Linked DNA regions of Anser cygnoides: region 1 is linked to region 2. The links are chromatin contacts, called in public Hi-C maps. All regions are on one chromosome and are shown on one strand. Each heading gives the region's core, a stretch centred on a gene start, on an enhancer-like site or on the middle of the called end of the contact. The rest is flanking DNA. Distances are from core to core; before and after follow the strand shown. Region 1 holds the start of TESK1 (testis associated actin remodelling kinase 1). Region 2 holds the start of LOC106048544 (phospholipid-transporting ATPase ID-like).

What was found. A called contact is a pair of places that touch in the nucleus more often than the background predicts.
Region 1: a contact with region 2 is called in a Hi-C map of liver, with 6 times the contacts expected there. The contact joins the promoter of TESK1 here to the promoter of LOC106048544 in region 2. A contact is called at or near these places in 2 of 7 Hi-C or Micro-C datasets (both in liver).

What each region holds. Positions count from the first base shown.
Region 1 is chrZ:64,385,103-64,391,210 of Taihu_goose_T2T_genome, reverse strand. It overlaps TESK1 (testis associated actin remodelling kinase 1), which reads right to left and starts at 1,784. Exons shown (of 10, transcript XM_066988089.1): 1 at 1,294-1,784. The coding sequence starts at 1,539.
Region 2 is chrZ:64,182,086-64,188,264 of Taihu_goose_T2T_genome, reverse strand. It overlaps LOC106048544 (phospholipid-transporting ATPase ID-like), which reads right to left and starts at 1,616. Exons shown (of 28, transcript XM_066987982.1): 1 at 1,494-1,616.

The sequences.
Region 1 (6,108 bases), core at 535-3,034, 200 kb before region 2:
CACCCACCCACCCACCACGGCTGGAATGAGGCAGGACGCCGTGGCCGCTCAGAGGAGGGAGCCTCGAGCACCCACGGCCATGGAAAGCGCTGCGGGAACAAGGGAGGTGGGAGGAAAAGGGGCCCCGCGCTGCCCTGCCAAGCTGCATCCTCCTCGCGAGCCTCGCCAGCCCCAAACCCCAAGCTCGGAGGCCAGGCCTGCCCCACCGTCCTGCTGAGATCTTGGCCCCAACCCACCGCGCAGCACAAAGCTCCATCTGGCCTCCTCTTGCCCCTGACCGCTCCGGCCCCCAGCCCCTCGGTGGGCACGGCACCAGCAGGGCAAGCGGTGCTGGAGCACGAGGAGCACACCGCAGCTCCCGGGGGGGGACAAGGGGAGCGGGAACGGCAAGCAAGGAGACACCGTGGCCTGGCAGAGACAGGGCAGCATCCATTATTAAAGAGCCGTATCCACGCCTGGCATTATTAAATGCCTCCCCCCCCCTGCTCCCAGGTGCCGCCACGCGCTCCCAGCCAGGGATCGATAGCAGGAGCCCGGCCAGCAGGGAGGCCACGGCCTCGTGGAAGGAGGGGTCCTCCCTGTGCCCCGACCCTGCATCCCCTCTCCCCGGGGGCTGTTTCTCCCCCAGGCGGGATCTCAGCGATGGCAGCGGGCTCCCGGCTGGGCAGAGCAGCTCTCGAAGCCGCTGGAAGCGTGAGGGCGGCACTCGCCCTGCGTTCTGCAGCGACGCCGAGGACAAAAACAACACGTGCACGCACCGCCCCTCGGCAGGGTGGTGACAGCGGGTGGGTGACGCCGCCGGGACCCCAACCCCGGGCACGGCCACACGCAGAGCATCCCCGCTCCGGCAGCCCTCGCCCACCCACCCCGAGCATCGGAGGGCACGGAGGGAGCCGCGGGGTGACACCGGGGGGGGGCAGCTCTGCAGCACCACCCCGCTCTCCCCACCCCGCTCACTCTCTGTGGGCTGCCCGTAAACCCCACCAGGGTCACCCCGGAGCGGCTGCACCTCCTGCCACCGGCACGCCCGGACCCCACAGCGGGCTCCAGGGGCTGTCACCCCCCCGGGGGCTGTGTGCTCCCCCCCCCCCCCGGTAACCCCGTAGGGGATCAGATCCGCCGCTCCCCTTCTCCCTCCGACGGAGCAACAACAGCACCGGTGGCCGCGGGGCTCCCCGAGCATCCCCACGGACCCCCCCCAAACCCCCACCACGGTGGTACCGAGGACCCCCGGAGCCCTTCCCGCAGATCCCCATGGGGGGGAGGGAGGGGGCGGGGGGCGGCTGCGCCCACCTTGAAGACCTCGGAGAAGAATCCGGCCCCGATCTTCTCGCAGTAGAAATCGTCGATGCGCGCCAGGGTGGAGACGGCGCTGCGCAGCGCCCGGTACGAGGAGGGCCGCAGCCTCCCGCAGCCCGGCCACGGCCCCGCCGCCTCCCCCTCGCCTTCCTCGGCTCGTTCCCCCCTCGGTGCCAGCCCGGGCCTCCGCGGCAGCTTCTCCCACTCCATTTCGGCCCCGCCGAGCACCCCCAGCGCCATTCACGTCCCCCCGGGGCACGGCGCTGGGGGGGCTCCGCCGCCTCCTCCACCGCCTCTTCTTCCTCCTCCTCCTCCGCCGCCGCCCGGCCCGGCTCGGCCCGGCCCGGTTCGGCCCGGCACGGCTCGGCCCGGCGCTGAAAGCGGCGGGGGCGAGGTGCCGGCGGGGTGCGCGGTGCTCATGGCCCGGCGGCGGAGCCCCGACCCCCGCCGCGGCCCGGCGCTGCGCCTCCGCCGCCCCGAGCGCAGGCACCGGCGGGGCGGAGACGGGGCGGGTTCAGCCCCTTAACTCCTTGCCGGCCGCCGCCAGGGGCCCCGCTGCCTTCTGGCAGCCCGATGGGCTCGGGGGGAGGCGCTGGGTGCCGGGGTCTCGGCCCTCCCTGCGCGCACAGCCCTGCCCGGCAGCGGGGAGCGCAGCCGAAACGCCCCGTGCCCCCCCGCACCCCGCTGCTTTTCTCCCTTTCCTGGGCTCCCCGATGTCTCCCCGTTTTCCTCCTCCTTGCTGCTCCTTTTTTCCCTGCTCCGTAGGTGCTTTGCACGGTCCTTCATGCAGCCGGGCTGCCCGTGCTCTGTTCCAGGCGCCCTGCACCCGGCTGCCTGCCCCAGCCCCTCCTGGGCTCTGCTCCGCTGCTGCCGTCCCTGCTGGGAGCGCGGCCCCATGGGGTGTCCCCCAGCATGGTGTTTTTGGCCGGTGCTTGGCTCCAGGTACAGCAAACGCAAGGTTTTATTCCTTATCCCAGGAGGGGAGGACAACCTAGGGCAGGGGAGCCGAGCTTCTGATTTCTTTGCAGTGGGAGCAGCTCCTCGGTGGAGGAGGGAGCTGCTCGGAGGAGCAAAGCCAGCCAGGCCTCCCCATCCCTGCCCTTCCCTCCAGCACATGTGAGCAGCAGCCCCAGCAGGGCCAAGGCAGAGATGGGGAGGCCTGGAGAGGCATCTTACAGAGAGAAGCTCACAGGACCGCAGCCTGTTCCGGGCTCCTGCTGCTTACAAGTGGCTGAGTTCACATCCAATTAAGCTGTAACGAATAAATGAAAGCCCCGGAGACAGCCCTGACTGTGGAAATTGTTGCTGCAGGATTTATGGTCCCTTCTCTCATCAGTGCTGGTAACTCTGCTGTGCCATTTCCACCCCGATCTGTTCCTGCCTGGCACAGCGGTGGTGAGCCCCCGTCCCCAGGGCCACCAGCCCTCCCGTGGTGCCATCAGGTGCCCTCCAGTGCAAAGCCTGGCTGGGCTGAGCCTGCTGCAAAGCCCAAATTAAGCCCCTCAAGCCCCGGCTAGAAGAGCAGGAGAGGCTCACTGGCCGTGCTTTAGCTCCCCTGTGGAGCTGCAGGGGAGAGGAGCGGGGCTGGGGGACTCTGTCCTCTTTGCCCTTCTCGGGGAGAAGGCTCAGGGCTCAGCAAACGCCTCCCCCCTGCCCTGCGTGCTGGGGCTGCTGTGGGGAGAGGTCCTGGGAGGCTGTGGCAGCACAGGAGGCTTTTCCAGCCTGGAGGTGCAGACCCAGGGTGCGCAGGACAGGGGAGCATCGCCCGATTCAAACAGCTCCCTGGGTGCTTCCTCCCAGCCGGTGAGCACAACCTCGCGGTCCCAGGTGTCCTCTCCTCCTCCTGTGCCCTCTGCCCACACTCTGCACATCGCCCAGCGGATCTCCCAACCTGCTGCTTCCCTTCCTATTCCCCAGCTCCCTGCTTTCGAGGGGGCCAGCCCCTGACAAATACCATCCCCGTAGGAAACAGGATAGGGGAGCACATCAGGGTCTGTCACAACCCTGCTGGGTGCAAGGGTCCTGAAGGATGTGGGAGATGCCCCAGCCCCGGTGGCCCACATGCAGCCGTGCCGTGCCCAGCAGCACCCAGGGCAGGTGACGCAGCAGGACTACATTTCCCAGAGCTCTTATGTGTCCCCGTGCTCGGCACCCAGCGCCGGGGCTGCGAGCTGCAGCAGCCCGCCTCCGGCTGCGAGCAGGGGCTGCCGCGGTCCCCGCTGTGCAGGCGCGGTGCTGCCCCGCTCCCCGGCGCTCCAGCTGCAAGGCCAAAGGCCAAATATTTGTTGCATCGGTAGTTTTCTGCGAGCGGAGTCAGCACAGCACCCAGCAGCGTTGGCTCACCCCCTCCTCTTATTTCCTGCTGATGCTGCTCACACCTGGGTGCCGGTACCATGGCGTTTGTGGAGGCAGCGTCTGCATCCCAGCCTCAAATCTTATCTGGGGGCAGTGATTTCGGGTTGCTCACATGAACCCCACCCCCCCTGGGCCCTGGCAGGATGCACAACAGGGTGGCAGGGGGCTGAGCAACTCTGAGTCTGGCTGGGTGGGTACACAGTGGGAGCCCTGAGGGCTGTGTGTTCGCAAACACCGGGAATGCTGGGGAAAAAAAAATAAAACAATCCAGCCCAATCCTCTGAAAAGAAAGGACAGGCAGCTCCGTGACCTCGGTGAGGTGACATGCAGCCACGTAAGCACAACCGCGTCCTTGCAGTGATCCAGCATGGCAGAGAAGCTTCACTGGTCGCCAGGAGCTGGTCACCTTGTGCCAGCCAGGTAGGGCCACACTACCACCTCCAGCATCTCCCCCTCCTGAAAGGCTTATCTCCCCGTATGTGCCACGCTCCCATCCTCCAAGGCTGCCCAGCGTGCAACAGAGCTGCTCCTTCCCCTCTTGACCCTGGCCCTCTCCTGCCCCTTGCCAGGCTATTAGCAATAACCCCAGCGCAGCATCCCCGAAGTGCTTGTGGTTCTTCAGACATGAGCCAGGAGCAGAGACGCCGAGAGGCTGGCGATGCTGGGCGGCGTGGGACCACATCAGAGCTGCCCGGCCCTGGCCCCGGCTGACCTGCGCTGCCAGCTGCAGGGGAGCAGGGCAGGGAGCAGGGCTGGGAGGCTCCGTGGGGCTTGGCCCGCGGTTCGTCGCCGCCCTTTGATCTGCTGGGCTTGGCGTCGCTGCGGGGAGCAGGGAAAGGCCGGGGAGAGCGTGCGTAGCTCAGCACAGAGCCTGCCAGCGGCCCTGCAGGACAAACGCACCAGCCTGGAGACCTGGCAGTAACAAGCCAGCCTCCTCAGCCGTGCCCCGGTTTCATCACCCATCAGATCTGAGAAAAAAATGAAATAAAATAAAATGGAAGGAAGCAATCCGTCAGGCTGGAGATACATCTCCACCACAGGGGGGGGGGACATCCCTGCCACAGGGGGAGGGAGCAGGGCTGTCTGCATGCAGTATCCACCGGGGGCTCCAAAATCAGGAGGCTCCCGCTGCTCGGCAGACATGAGGGTGCTCCCAGGCCAGCGGCGAGGAGCTGGGGCAGGTGGGGACGGTGCCACCTTGAACCGGTGGCCCCGGCACAGCGCGGAGCTGAGCTGAGCTGTTCCCACGCCACCCCAACCCATTAATCACTTTGATTACGGTGTCCTACTTTCCGTCCAGCCGTGTGACGGGTGGCCGGTCACCCCACCCCTCTGAGCCCTGGTTGTGCGGTGGCTGGTTGCGCCAGCACTGGGCGAACTGGTCTCCTGGGGTGACGGCAGCCAGGAGGGAGCTGGTGCCGCAGGCTGTGGGTGAGCCGTGTGTCACCGCCAGTCCTGACATGGGCTGTAAGTCACGCTGCGACGCACGGCGAGTCCCTGTTTGTGGGGACGTTCCCTGTGGGGGTGCCCCGGAGCCTGGGCTCTCACGAAGGACCATCACAGGCAACATCCCGCTGAGCTGCCAGGGGATGACTGATACCCTCCTCTTAATTTCTCCAGAGACTTGACACCTCCCCTGTGTCCAGCACCAGCCTTGCCTCCCCAGTCTCCCACCAGGGATCCTGTGTCCCATCCAGCACACCTCACGGCCCTGGGCTTTGTGGCATTTCAGGGGGGAACCAGCCGGGCTAAGCGGGGATTCCCCATGGGAGGCTGTTGCGTGAAGGGGGATCTTCCTTTTGCCCCAGAGTCATCTGTGGCCCTGCCGTAGATCTGCTCAGGATCTTCCCCTTGGCTGGATCCCGGGCTGGAAGCACACGTGGCTTTGTGCACGTATTTATACAACAAAGGGCAGCTGCTCCCTGGGCACCGTGCCATGCTCACCACTTGCACCGACCTACCGGGACACGGTGCCCTTCTCTCCACTTCTCCTTTGTGGGGAACAAGCTCACACCGTGGCCAGACGTCAAGACATGTCCTGAAGGCAGGGGGAAGCTAGCAGGCTCCCCGGCTGTTTGCATGGAAGAAGGGGGCGACAGGGGGGCCCAGACAACCCCGTGATGATGGCAACCCCACGGCCAGGACACAGCTGGGTCAGGCAGGGCTCTGCCAGCTCAGGGTGCTGCCGGTGGCGAGGTGACCACCACCTCCAAGGCTCCATCGGTGCAGGGCCAGGCAGGACGAAGGGTTCTGCACCCCGCAGAAGCCCAGCTTGCACCAGTAGCTGTGCCACCTTCCCCCTCCGCCAGGCCACTGGCTCCAGTTCATGGGGAAACAGCTGCTTGGCTTTTTCTCCCCCTATTCATCCGTCTCCTTCCGGGCTCGGGATATTTTGGGCACTTCTCTGTTCCCACCTACCCTGGGTGGCACAGGCGGTTCCTCGGGACTGGCTTT
Region 2 (6,179 bases), core at 367-2,866:
GGCTGGACCCACAAGTGTAAAGGATCAGACAGATCTCCAGATTAAGCACTGTTACACCAAGTGCATGGCAAGTGTGCCTCCAACAAGCACACAGCAGTCTCTCCAATGCAGTGATGGACCTTCCAATGATGCTGGAAGCAGATTTCCAGCCTGACTTGAAGTGAGTTACTCTCCCAGCAAAAATGCTCTACTTTGATATCAGCAAATTAGCGTGCTCCTTTCCTTTCAGTAACTTTTTTGCTTAAGCCTGGAATAGTGACTTTCAGTAACGCTAAAACATAGTAGGTTGTGAATATCCTAAGAATTAGAACCAAAGCTAAAGTGCAGCAAGTCACACATTTGACTAAAGAGAGAGCCGCAGAGAGCTTTTATCACTAAGAAAAACAAGGCATTCACTCAAAAGGAAGTAAACAGCTTCTCCTGTAACGTGAACCACAGGATATTTTGCTCTGATGGTTTGCAGCTGAGTAACAAAGATATAAAGAGTGCCTCTATCACTGATAGTATGGCCTTAACCTTTCCTTTTAATACTATTTTTGAAATAAAATATAATTTGCAGAGATATACATAAAGGTTAGTGCAGAAAGTTAATTTTAGCGTATAAAAAGTCCTCTCCCTTGTGAACTCATTTAGCAAATCTCATGCAGGCTTCTGTTGGACTTTTGCTTGTGTCAGGATACCCAAATTGTCATGTGTAGAGTGTCTTACTGCTGGGCTAAAAGTCAAACTAGTATTAAATACGAGGGAAAGGCAGAAGATATCCTATGTCAGATAAGACAGGATTCTGGGGGAGAAGTGGCCATTTTTCTCTGTAGTGCAGAAGAAACTTTGGATGTGTTTCATCTAACCAGTTCTTCACATTCATAGTCTTTGGGTGTCCACCAGTTGGCCTTCTAGGCTTACACCCTCCAGTTTTAAAGTCAGGAGACCATTTATCACTTACTGTACAACAGGCCAGCAAACAACACTCATTAATTGACTCATCTCCCACTCTGAGCTAGAGCACATCTTCTCTGGAGCCAGTTACAATGCAAAACCTCTCCTGATGGAGGTAAGATGTTCCCATTTTTCATGTCTTCGCTGTTAAACTAGAATGCAGTTGCCATCAGCAACGACAACACTGAGAACATTTTAGGTGTAGGCACACAGAGGAGAAGAGGTCTGGATCTCCCTTCAGGGAGGCAGAAGAGGGGCCTAGATCCAAAGCCAGCAAAATGAACATGTGCTTTCCCACCGCCATTGGAAAACTTTTTTAAAGCCTCGCTTCTGTGGTCCAAACTCCCTCTACTTCTGTTTGTCACTCACACAGTAAAGCTGGCACTGCATAAAGAAAACTTAGGCACACGACCTGTTCTTCTCCAGACCCAGCATTTACAGGTGCAGAAAAATCCAGTATGCAAAAGAAGAAAAAAACAAACACACAGCAAAAACGCCTGAAATCCAGACACCTATTCAAGGCTTTACTTCTCTTCCAGAAGAAGAAATTGGCCTACCTGGCTGTTCTCTGTCGTCTTTTCTATCTGAAGCTGTTTGCCAAGACAAGCAGAAGGATTGTTTTCAGCACCACACAAAAAGCTGCGGCTTCTTTTAAAAACCCTAGAGGATTATTCAGCAGAGCATGCCAGGCTTCTCCCCAGCGGAGCTGCGAAGCTCGCTAGGGAGCACCACGCTTTCCAGGATCTGGAGGTAAACCCGCGCAGGGACAGGCTGAATGTGATCCAGGAGCTGCAGGATGTCTCAGTGTGCTTCGTGTACTCAGTAATGGCTGCAAGAGAAAAGGCAAAGTTCCCAAAGCCGTGGGTGGAACATGGCACTGCGTTGCACTGAGTAAATAAAAAGCGATTGATCCTTGGACTTGGGTATGACATCAGGTATTAAAAAAGGTTTATACCATAGGCAGGACTCTATATTTCATCTGAGAGTAATGCGACCTTAAAACCCTGCTTGTGCTCATTGCTGCAGCCAAAGCAGTAGCCAGAGACGCAAACAAGACATTGTGCTCAACTTTGTGCAGCCAGCAGACTTATTTTCTTTTCACAGGTTGAGTATTTCAAACATAAAACATGTTTTTTCTCAAAGACTAGACATTTCACTACCTCCCATACAGACTTACAAAATGTATGCAACTTCAGTGGCATAATCAAGTATTTGAGGGGTTTATAGCCCTGAGTATGACAGGATCCTGATGCAGGCTTCTGGCTGCCATGCTTATGCTAACAAAGCACAGAGGTTCAACTTCTGACACACAATTATTTACTTCAGTGCCCTATTTATTCTTTAAAAAAAAAAAAAAAGCAACAAAAATAATTCTGAAGTAGAGAAGAGACAGAGCTAGTCTAAAAAAATCACTTAAGCACAAATGGGGTAGTATGTAATATGAACACTTAAGATTTAAAAAAAAAAAAATCTAAGTGACATTTATCAAACCATACCAGCATTGCAGATTTTCCTGCAATTTCCTGCAATACAAACCCCCATTGCTAACTCACAAGCTTTGATTTGCTCCTGTGGGCTGTTTTTCCACCTACTTTTAGGGCTGATGACATCTTCTGTCTGAAAAATTCAGAATTAGTGTCAGGTTTAAATACATTAAAAAATACATATATATTTAATGTTGACGTACCTTGCAACATGCTAAATTATTAACATAGAAGGCTTTTTAAAAGGTACTTCACATCTCCTTAACCATCTTGTCTGTTTGGTTGGGATTTTTTTGTATGTGGTTTGTTCCCAGCTAATGAAGAGACTTGTCCGTACCACTACTCTTTGTAGCTTTTTTCAAATTAAATTCTTTGGTTTTCAGTGCAGCAGATAGGATTACAAACATGGCAGTGAAAGCTTACTGCTTTATTTAACGTTCTCCCAGCAGATAATGGGCCGTGGTTATGACTAATAGGTTCATGCAAGCATTGAAAGAAGGAAGGACAGCAAACTGAGCAAACAGTGAAATGAGGCTCAAATCCATCCTCGCACCTGTGACAGATTCTGGGCAAGTCACTTGTTACTGCTTTAACTTCTGTTTTCTTATTCATAAAAGGGAATAATAATTCTTTACTTCCTCAAGAGATCAAGTAGGAGGCATCGAGGACTACGAGGCATTTAGAAACACATTGATGACATCTCAGTGCGTGAGAAGTGTTAATCCTCTCAGAGGTAAAAAGAGCATAAGTTATCTCAAAGTCCTGGTAAGAACAGTTTTAAAAAAGGGACTCTTCACCCTCTCTGGGAGGTAGAAGTGAATAAGCTTTTCTCTGCTCACTTTCAGGTTCTAGCACTGGTACATCACACTATTTTTAAAACAGAAAAATGGTTTCTAAAGGGAATAAAAAAAGAGAGAGAGAGAGAGAGAGAGAGAGAGATGCCACAATACAGCAGGATTCAGTTAATATCAATACTAACATGCCATCCTCTCCTGCTAGCATTTTGCCACCAAGCACTGTGCCTCTGAGTCTGCATGCTGGTAGGAAGACTTTTACACAGCGTTCACAGTCAGTCTTGGAGGATACGCAAAATTACAATTCTTTCCTGTCTGTGCTGTTTTGGTCACTAAAGTAAAAATAACTTCAAATTAACAATGGCTAATAATTTAGAACTAAAAGTACAGCTTGAGATTAAAGCTTTCACTGCATGAGAACTCCTTTTGTTTGGAGTTAAAGAGCTACTGTTTAAGAATGATGCAATATTTCAGGGGGAAAGAAAGACGTGCTGCTGCCTAATGGAAAATCATTTTGCAAGAAGCACATACACAATTTGCTCCTCCCTTAACCTCCCTCACTCTTCCCCAAAGCTTTCTTGCAGAGAAATGCTTCCAAAAGGTGTTTTTTCCCTTCACAAAATACAACACAGCAGGGAGCGTTCCCCATCTTCTGCCTGTCTCCAGGTTCTAAACCATAGGTGAGATTGCTAACCTATCTCCCTTGTCCTTTGTGAATACAGTCTGTTTGTAGAGACCTACTGAAAGTATTTCTCCATGCTGAAGTTCTGCTTTAGAAACCTCCTGCTGTGTTGTGGCTTCCTCCTATGGCTGTAGTGTGCTGGGAAAGGGATGTGGCAAAGGACAGACCTCTAGTGATTTCTCACGGCGGTTCCAGCAGTGGGGGCACCAACCTTCCCGGAATGAGAAAGTTCAGCGTAGCACTGGTAGATGAAGCAGAAGAAAACGAGGTTTGGAGCTCCTGCAGATCCAAGCAAGAAGGACAAAACCACTCTAACTGATGACTGTCCTAAAACACAGATGCATCCATCAGCTGTGTGATTTCACCCAACATTTTGGACAAGGGCCAGCCCTTCATTCCCTAGGGCCTGCCATGCAGGCCGCAAAGACGGTGCAGTTTGTCAGTAATATATAACTGAATGCCTAAGAACATGTACCGGTTGAGTGTGAAGAGAAATGGGCACTTTGAGTTAAGGACGCCTTAGTTCAGAGCTGTTGGGTACAAATCTCCCTGCTAACAATGTGGTTATGCCACAAACCACTAGCGCAGTTTCATGAGACGTTGCCTTTGACACGAAAACCACCTCCAGAAGCTCCCGTTTGTCCACATCCTCAGACTGGGAGCTGATTTAGAGGAAAAAAAAAAAAAAAAAGGAAAAAAAAGTACATGTTTGCATTTTCAGTCGGGTTGTTTGCCTTATCTGCCTCCCTGCCGCAGGCATTAAGACAATGTCAGCACAATACAAACAGTGACAACAGAGCTTTTCAGCAGCTGAGTTCAAAACTTGGTCGCACAAAGACTTGTGTTGGCACAACCCATGGGATAGTGAATGCAAGGGTCTAGGTGAGGTCAACTTCTTAGTTAGCCACTTTTATGGCTGCAGCCTGTGTCTCTTGGAAGCATGTAGAGGCCATGTTTGAAGCCATATGGCAATAATATCAGCTAAAAAGTCACCCATGAGTGCCTAAAATATGGGCCAGAGGGTGGATGTTACAGAAATGAGGGAAGATGGGAACTTTTGCTGTTGAATATTCAGCTTGACTGTTTACTGGAAACCCAATTTTGTGAAGTGTAGTTGCAACAAGGCAGCTTTAACTTGTCTTCAAAGACATGATCCAAGTCTCTGGAGGGAACTCCCATGTATATTCAAGACAGCTACCCAAACTCACTCGCAGAATTTGAAAGTCTCCTACAAAGAAATGTGCCAGCAGATGCTTCCTGACATTTAATGCTAAACACTCTCTAATGAGGCTATAAACAGCCCTTCACTCCAAAACATATGAAGGAGTAGCACAAGACCCCAGGGAGGGAGAGCTCTGTAGAAATGCAGCTATTGTTCCTGATTAGGATTCAGGGAGGCCTCTCCGGCATTGTTAATTCCGGCTTGATTTGTTCTAAGGCATGTGTCAGATGTTTGTTGCACAAACAGACTCCCTGGTGCTTGCACCACGATCAAAAATAAGAATAAGACACGCAATTAAAGAAAGTGTCACAATCTGAGTCTAAAAGAAGCACATGTCCATGTAATCGTTACAGCCCACTGCTGTCATGAGAGCTTCTGACCATAGCTTCCATTTTCACTTTTGCAATAGTGTGGTTGTCACCTTCCAGTGAATTTCAGGAAGATTTATGCGCCTACTTCCCTTTGGCTGTTGCGAAAAATCTCAGTTTCCCAGCAATTTGTTAGAATACCAATGACAAGACCTTCAAAGTGATAATTCCTGAGCCTTCTGGAGAAATGGGAAGTTTCGATCATGGCTAAGTACCCACAGAGAAACCTTCCAGTGCTCTGAACTATCCTATTAGCAGTAAAAAGTAGAGAACATTACAAGAAAAGAACATTAAAAGGCAAGAGAGACATATTTATAAAATATCAGCTAAGGAATAGTAACAGAAAAAAGCCCTGTTCTCAATAGGGGTGAAGCTCAGGTCATATCATTAGAGGTGTGCCAAGGCTTGTGCAAGCTTTATGATCAGGTTCACCTTCACTTTTCCTGTGACTGAAATTGCCATCATTAACACGATCGATACTTAAAATCACTAACGTTACAGGACTTTGAACTTACAACAGGATAATAAATCGGACTTTCACCCCAAGCACCTAGCTTTGTGGAAGCAAGTAAAAGATCACAAAATGTGCATTAAACTTAAATACACAGGCACTCCTACAACTAGAAACATTTAAAACATTATTATAAGTGATCGCTGACTTCTGTCTAGCATTGTCCATCCTGAATTAGAGCT